Regions from separate parts of the Triticum aestivum genome. Here region 1 is linked to region 2. Evidence: chromatin contacts called from public Hi-C data. All regions are on one chromosome and are shown on one strand. The core of a region is the stretch at or near the end of the contact, and the rest is flanking DNA. Distances in the headings are between cores, read along the strand shown.

The links. Hi-C and Micro-C count contacts between places; a contact is called where the count stands out from the background.
Region 1: a Hi-C map of leaf shows a contact between it and region 2, with 4 times the contacts expected there. The contact joins the promoter of LOC123129543 here to the promoter of LOC123132533 in region 2. A contact is called at or near these places in 2 of 5 Hi-C or Micro-C datasets (leaf and an unstated tissue).

What each region holds. Positions count from the first base shown.
Region 1 is chr6A:144,578,134-144,581,313 of IWGSC CS RefSeq v2.1, reverse strand. LOC123129543 reads right to left here and starts at 1,622. Exons shown (of 4, transcript XM_044549667.1): 1 at 1,206-1,622; 2 at 379-501. The coding sequence starts at 1,622.
Region 2 is chr6A:144,146,373-144,149,998 of IWGSC CS RefSeq v2.1, reverse strand. LOC123132533 (translation initiation factor IF-2) reads right to left here and starts at 1,724. Exons shown (of 7, transcript XR_006464821.1): 1 at 1,312-1,724; 2 at 1,143-1,216; 3 at 219-732; 4 at 1-46.

The DNA.
Region 1 (3,180 bases), core at 373-2,872, 430 kb before region 2:
CTCGCGCTCGTGCCCCAGCCGCTCGCGCCTCACAGCCGGCGCCCCAGCCGCTCGCGCTCGTGCCTAACAGCCGCTACTCGCAGCCGGCGCCCCAGCCGCTCGCGCACACGCTCGCACCCGCAGCTCGCGCATCCCCCTCACACCCGCCGCTCGCAGCCGGCGCACCCGCCGCTCGCGCACATGCTCGCCGCCGGCGCCGCGCTCGCAACCGGAGCCCCATCCCCCTGCCCCTTCTCTCGCATCTCCTTGCCCAATCCGCAAGGGCGACAGTGGCCGGCGGCGGCGGCCGGATTTGGCCTCAGATCCATCGGCCCCATCTCCCTGCCCTGTCTCTTCAATCACTCTCCCTCTCTCTGAATCGGAAAAACCAGAGCGTACCTTAGCGACGGCGAGCTCCTCGGGGCAGTGGCATGGCCGTCTTCTCGTCTCCAACTTCTCCAGATCGGCGCGGGAGCGAGCTCGCGAAGGGGCAACTCTGTTTGGACATCCTCGCTCCGTCGTCTAAATATGGACAATGCGTAGCGATTCGGATGGATGTCTAAAATTTAGACTAGCACATACACAAGCTGATGGACACATTTTTTGGCCTCTGATAGTCTATATTTGACATAGACTATAGGATACACAAGCCATTAAAAATGCTCTAACATTTTTTGGTCCATTGACACTGCAATTCCTGGGATCATCGGACGAGCAAGTTGGCCTCCTGATGGACCAACTCACAGTCCAATTCGCTAAAGCACTTAAGCTGGACGCCTTTGATTCCACGCGGATCTGATAACTTCAGACTATTCTCATGCCGCTCGCTAGATAATAATAAACAAATCAAAATTACATTCATAGGAGGGGCACTGAGAGCATCTACGGTCAGACTTGCAAATCCAACTCCTTAGAACGTCTGCACGAACATGTCCGAACGCGTTCGTGAACAGTGATCAGTCACATCTCAAATATTTGATTCTACAATCCAATATTTTAAATTAAAACCTTAAATCCATATCATTACATGCAACGTGAACCGATCTTTAAGGAGAACTCGTTCAACTTCGTCGTGTCCATATCCGGCGACCGGCAGCGCTCGCTAGAGAGCTGGTCCGGTCACCGGCAAGGTAGAGTACGGCATGGGACACGAGCCGGCTCACATGACTCAAGGCGCCGACGTCTCCCATACCCTATTCTTCCTCGTCGGAGCCCGGAATTCAGACGGTGCCGATGTACATCCGGTCGATGATGGATCCGTCCTGAGATAAGCCAGCAACATCCACCACGACGCGGTTGTGACGCCGGGATTGGTGCACCATACGGGGCGTCGGAGAATGCGACTCCACCGCGCCGACGTCCACTGCCGCGAGGGCTACCGTCGCTGCCTCCCTCGCCTTGCCTCGCACGGCACGCACGCCGCACCATGTTTGAGTCGATGGACACCAAGCGCCGGATCTATGCGTCATTTGGGCGGACGCAATGGATACTCGACGGAAGAAGTCCAAGCGCTGCCTCGCACGGGCGTCTTCCCGGGAGCGGCGGAGCGCAAGCCGGACGACCATCTTCTTCTCGGGGCCGCGTGGAATGAGTTTGGGGTCAACGGATCTGGAGTTAAAGGATTCAAATCCGCTGCCCGCCATGCCGGAGATCGCCAGACAAGAGCTTGGGTGGCAGGAAGGAGTGGAGTGCAATGGAGTGAAGTGGCTAGGATTTGGCCCGGCGAGCGGATGGAGAGAAGTATATGTGAGATCGGGTGGGCCAGCGTGGGCCGCGTTCGACGTGGCGGAAGCGCCCCGGTGCCCCATATTCCCCATATTTGGGACGGACATGAGGGATGCTGGTCAGCCTGGACATTTAAGATATGTTTAAGGCGCCCGTCTGGGTTAAATTTCGTCACCTGTCGGTGACCGGATCGTCCGCCCAGACCAGGTCTGGGTGCCCGACTGTAGATGCTCTGACGACGTACTCCCTTCATTCCATAATGTAGCGTGTCCACGTTTTTTGAGATTTAACTTTGAACATAAATTAGACCAATAATGCATAAATCATTTTATTGGAAAATTATACCTTTGAAAACTTCTTTTGAATACGAATTCAAAGGCATCTGCCATGCTCTGCGGCAGTTGCCCATATTGGTTAAATTTACGATCAAAATTAAATTTTAAAAAACATAGGCGCACTATATTATGAAAATGAAGGGAGTATCAAAGATGTGAAAACTATCAAATTGCCAACCATCCTTAAGAAAAAGGAAGCAAATTGCCAACCTAGAAGAGCCAGAAGAAACCGGATGGAGACGACACGTGCAGATTCGTTCCTCCATCCCTCCAATTCACCTAAAATCCAATGCATCGGGTCACCCCAACACCAACGATGCTATACACACGACACATGTGCACGATTTGTGGACGATGTAGTTAATCAAGCCGTTGGTTTGTGGGAATAAACTGTAGGACATCGTCTGATTTTGAATCGTGCATGAATCGGCCACACAGGCGTCGTGCGCAAAGCAGTTTCGCCCCAACACAGACCATATTTCGGCAAGGAAATGCATGGAGCATGAGCATGCGGGCGAAAGCTGAGAAAACCATGAGCCCCACTTGTGCAACTGGCCGGATCCGTTTGTTTGTGGATCAGAAGTTGACAAGCAGCGGCCAGTCTCTCCGAACTTTCGATGCGTGACTCCTCACCGTGACCCGGATCAGCTAACACACTACAGTGGTCAGTTACAACGCCATTATTATCACAGGGCCAGTCGGGGGCCGAGGAGGCGATTCGACCCGATCCATGGCCGAAAGGGTGTCGCTCCCGCCCACGAGATGGATCGACCGCGATCCGCCGGGATCTCCACCAGCGCCGGGCGAGCCCTGCGGAACCACGACACGATACGCCGTGATCTGCACAGAATCAAGATCCCACTAGGCATTCGGCGTGACCCAAGTGTTCCGGTGAATATGCAAAGGCGTGCGTGAGGGTGAGCCGCGAGGCGACACATGCGGATCCCTCTGCTTTGCTCCCGTAGCTGTAGCTGTAGCTGTAGCAGATTCCGAGGAATAAAAGCCAGAGAGCTCCGTTTCGAAATAAAGAAGAGGAAGCCAGAGAGCAATGTGAATATGTATGCGATCGACCAAAAGCTGCCGCGGCGCAACTTGCGGCTTGCCGCCGGCACCCACATGGCGGCAGGGCAAACGAAACTAC
Region 2 (3,626 bases), core at 475-2,974:
TGTGTCTCTTTAGGTTCAAAACTGTGAATTTAAGAGATGCGCTTCTCTGAAAGCATAAAGATGCCATATCAGACTCGACATTTGGCTCAACAAATCGTACAGTTCGGTGCAAGTATTTATACTGCTTTCATGTGCAAATCCAAGTGAGAGTAGTATATTGGTAATCCATATTTCAGATGGAAACAGGAAAACAGAAGTGTGATTTTAGAGGTGAATACCTTATCCTCCACCTCTTGGATAAAACAGTCGCCGTCAGATGTGTGGTGAAGTGCTGGCCACCATGCGATCAATGCAAACAAGCACACCACTGCCCATCATATTTTGGGGGGAAATTATATAGTAGTGCTCTCCGGCGTTCATCCTTTGTTCTGTGTTTTCTTTTCACTTCTTCTTTGCAATTCTTGTTCTTGTCAGGCGACATGAAAAATCGACGAAGGGAAAAACAAAATAATAAAGTAAGAACAGAGGCAACGGACGCCATGGTGTGAGCTGTGAGCACAAAAATTCCTCTCACTGAATTTTTACAGCTTGGTCGACCTTTCACTTGGGCCCTTTTTTCACCACATGCCAACATCATTGGCTGCGTGGCGGTGTCGGTGGCGGAGGCGCGGCCACAGAAGGCATTCCGCGCGGACGGCACTGCCACCGCGGATGACGAAGATGCTGTCAGTTGCTGTCGATCTACCACCAATACAAATCTTGTTTTCTAAAGAGAATCTCACCAAACAAAACCTGAAGAGTTTTATTGAAAGTCAGCCAGATGCCCTTCTCCAAAATAGTACTACTTTCTATTAAGAGAAGCATAAGTGACATATACAATGATTTGCGTTTGCAAACTACTCTCATGAGCTGCTTGCAGCGCTGTGTCATGTCCTAAACAATGCAATCCAGTATGTACAGAAGGCAAAAGTGTAATACAATGTTTCAGAGTTACTATAAGATGAGATCCTCGTTGGACGTTCAATCAAAGCAATTCAGAGGATCCCCACATCTAAAGATTTTAGTAAACGTTTTCACTGCCTTTGATTGATTACAACAGATTTATGCCTATTGCTCAAAGCTCATGCCTATAATCCTATGGAAACTATTAGAAAGCATGTGAACAGAACAAAAAAACATCTATTGATCTCCATCCATCATACCATGTATGTTGGTTCCCTTGCAGTTCAGGTAAGACAAGACAACCAAATTAAGCAATTGAACAGAGAAAGCCATCCTGCAGGAGCAGAGGAGCAGGATTGATCAAGCAGTTGGGAATCAGTTCAAAAACAAAGAGGAAAGGGGCGGAGGCTAGGGTGGAACTAAGCTCACGGGAAGGTAGTGAACGGAGGGAGCGCAGCGACCGCGGCCAGAGCCTCCGCGTCCGTGTCGCTGTAAGCCTCGGCCGGATCGGACGCTGCCCCGCCTCCCGCGCGTCCTCCTCCTCCCGGCCGTTTCCCGCGGCGGAGAGGAGCGTGATGAGCAGCTGGTCGCGGTCGGCGGCGTGCGCTCGAACCGGCCGGCGCGGGCCAGGAGCGCGGCGGCCTGGGCCTCGCCTTCGGCGAACCGCGCCTGGAGGACTCGGACGACGCGGGGAGGAGGGCGCGGCGGAGAGGAGACAGGCCAGGGTGCGGGGAGGACGGCGCGGCGGATGATGGCGTGCCGGCGGCGGGGGGGAGCGGCGGATCCATCGGTGGGGTGCGCGGCCGCACGAATTGGGAATGGGTATTTTTTTTCTATCGAACGCGTGCACGGGTGAGCAAGAAATACGAAACGTTTTTTCCATATTATTTAACGGACTGCGGGTTAATTCAAAAAAGCACAGAGACCTTTGTGTAAAAACGCCGTGACGGTGAACCCAGAGACTCAATCCGTGCTTCATTATTAAAAGGGAATCGTTTGCCAACGGCGCACCGGCCGAAGCTTCGGCCGGTCGCGTCCACGCGCAAACGCGCCCAGCGACCCACCTAACGACACGTAGGATGAGGGGCCCGCCCACGTGCGTCTTTTCCTTCCTGCCCTTTCTCCTCTTCCTCTCGGTCATCTCTCTTTTCTCTCTCCCCGTTGCCATGGTCAACCTGTCGCTCACGCCGGAGGCTTCCCAGGGACGCCGCCGTCATGGGAATCAGCCGATCTGGCCACCCTCGACCAGATCCGTGCGGATCCGCATGCATCGGAGCTCTGCCTACCTCGCCGGAGCCGGCCACGCCGGAGTTGCAGCCAGCCATGGCAGACTACAATCATCGGTGGAACCAGTTGTAGCAAATTCAATCATCGGTGGTAGCGAAAATCTACTACGGTTGCAGCAAAACGACGATGGCCATGGGCAGGCATGGGAGCTCGGTGGAGCAGCACAAGTAGCTGTGATAATGGTTGTAGCAAATTTCAACGCCGTTTGTAGCAAAACCAAACTATAGTTGCAGCAAAACGGTGTCATCGTCATCGCGGGTTCACAGCTAAGACAATAAGTTTGAAGCTTTTTTCATTGCCCGTTGTAGCTTTTGTAACCGCCGGTTGCAGCTTTTTCGTTTGTCGTCCATGGGTACGGCTCCACAGTTGAAGCTTTTTTCATCGTCGGATGAAGCTTTTTTCATCGCGAGATGAAGCTTTTTTTGTCACCGGTTGTAACTTTTCTTTGGTCGTTCATAGTTTCCGTCGTACGAGTTGAAACTTTTTTCATAGCTAGTTGAAGCTTTTTTCGTCAGCGATTGTAGCTTTTTCCGTCGTCGGTTGCAGCACTGGGCATATTCCCCCGGGGCTTGATTTTTTGTTGCAAGCGGGGGATGAGCACCAGCGAGCAGACCGGCGAGCACGCCGGTGAGCTCCGGTCGTCGCCACCGGAGCTACAACGGTTGCCACAGAAGCTACAACCGCAGGGGTGGGCTGTTGCATGGGCGAAGCCGGCGACGAGGACGACCGCCCAGGGCTGGGACCGGCGACCATGGCGGCCGGCGAAGACGGACGGCGAGGGCGGCGAGGGTGTCGATGAGCTCGAGAGACGAGGAGGGCAGGCGGGGGGCCGACGACGAGGGAGAACGCGCGCGCCGGCAAGATGGGGTTCCTTTTCTCGTACGTGCTCGCGAGAGGAAGACGCCGCCCAGGGATAAGGATCCAACGGCTCGGGACGGGCCGATCTGACGGCTAGGGTGCGACCGGCCGAAACGTTCAGCCGGCGCACCGGCGCAGATCGTTGCCCATTATTAAATAGGGAGAGATTTATCATGATATAAGGAAATTTAAATAACAACTTTATTTTTGCCTCTAGGGCATATTTTCTTCAGTCTCCCATTTTCACTATAGTCAATAATCTAGGTCACATCATCATGTGATTTAACATGAATAGTTCACATCTTTATGTGATTAGTTCACATCTTCATGTGACTAACACCCAAAGGGTTTACTAGAATCGATAATCTAGGGCCATGGAGGCATGGTGGATCCTGGCAAGGGCCGGCGGGAGGGCTCCGTTTTTAGTCGTTTTTTTCAATCTTGTTAGGGTTTGTGTCATATTCAGGAAGGCGAGACGGCGGCTGCTCCCTGAAGATGGAATAAAGGTCTCCCCGCCTAGCCCCCGTTCCGGCGGTGCGTCTAGTATCGTTGGTGGGCGTGTGGAGGTGTGTCTCCGACAGATCTATCTTTGGTGGATT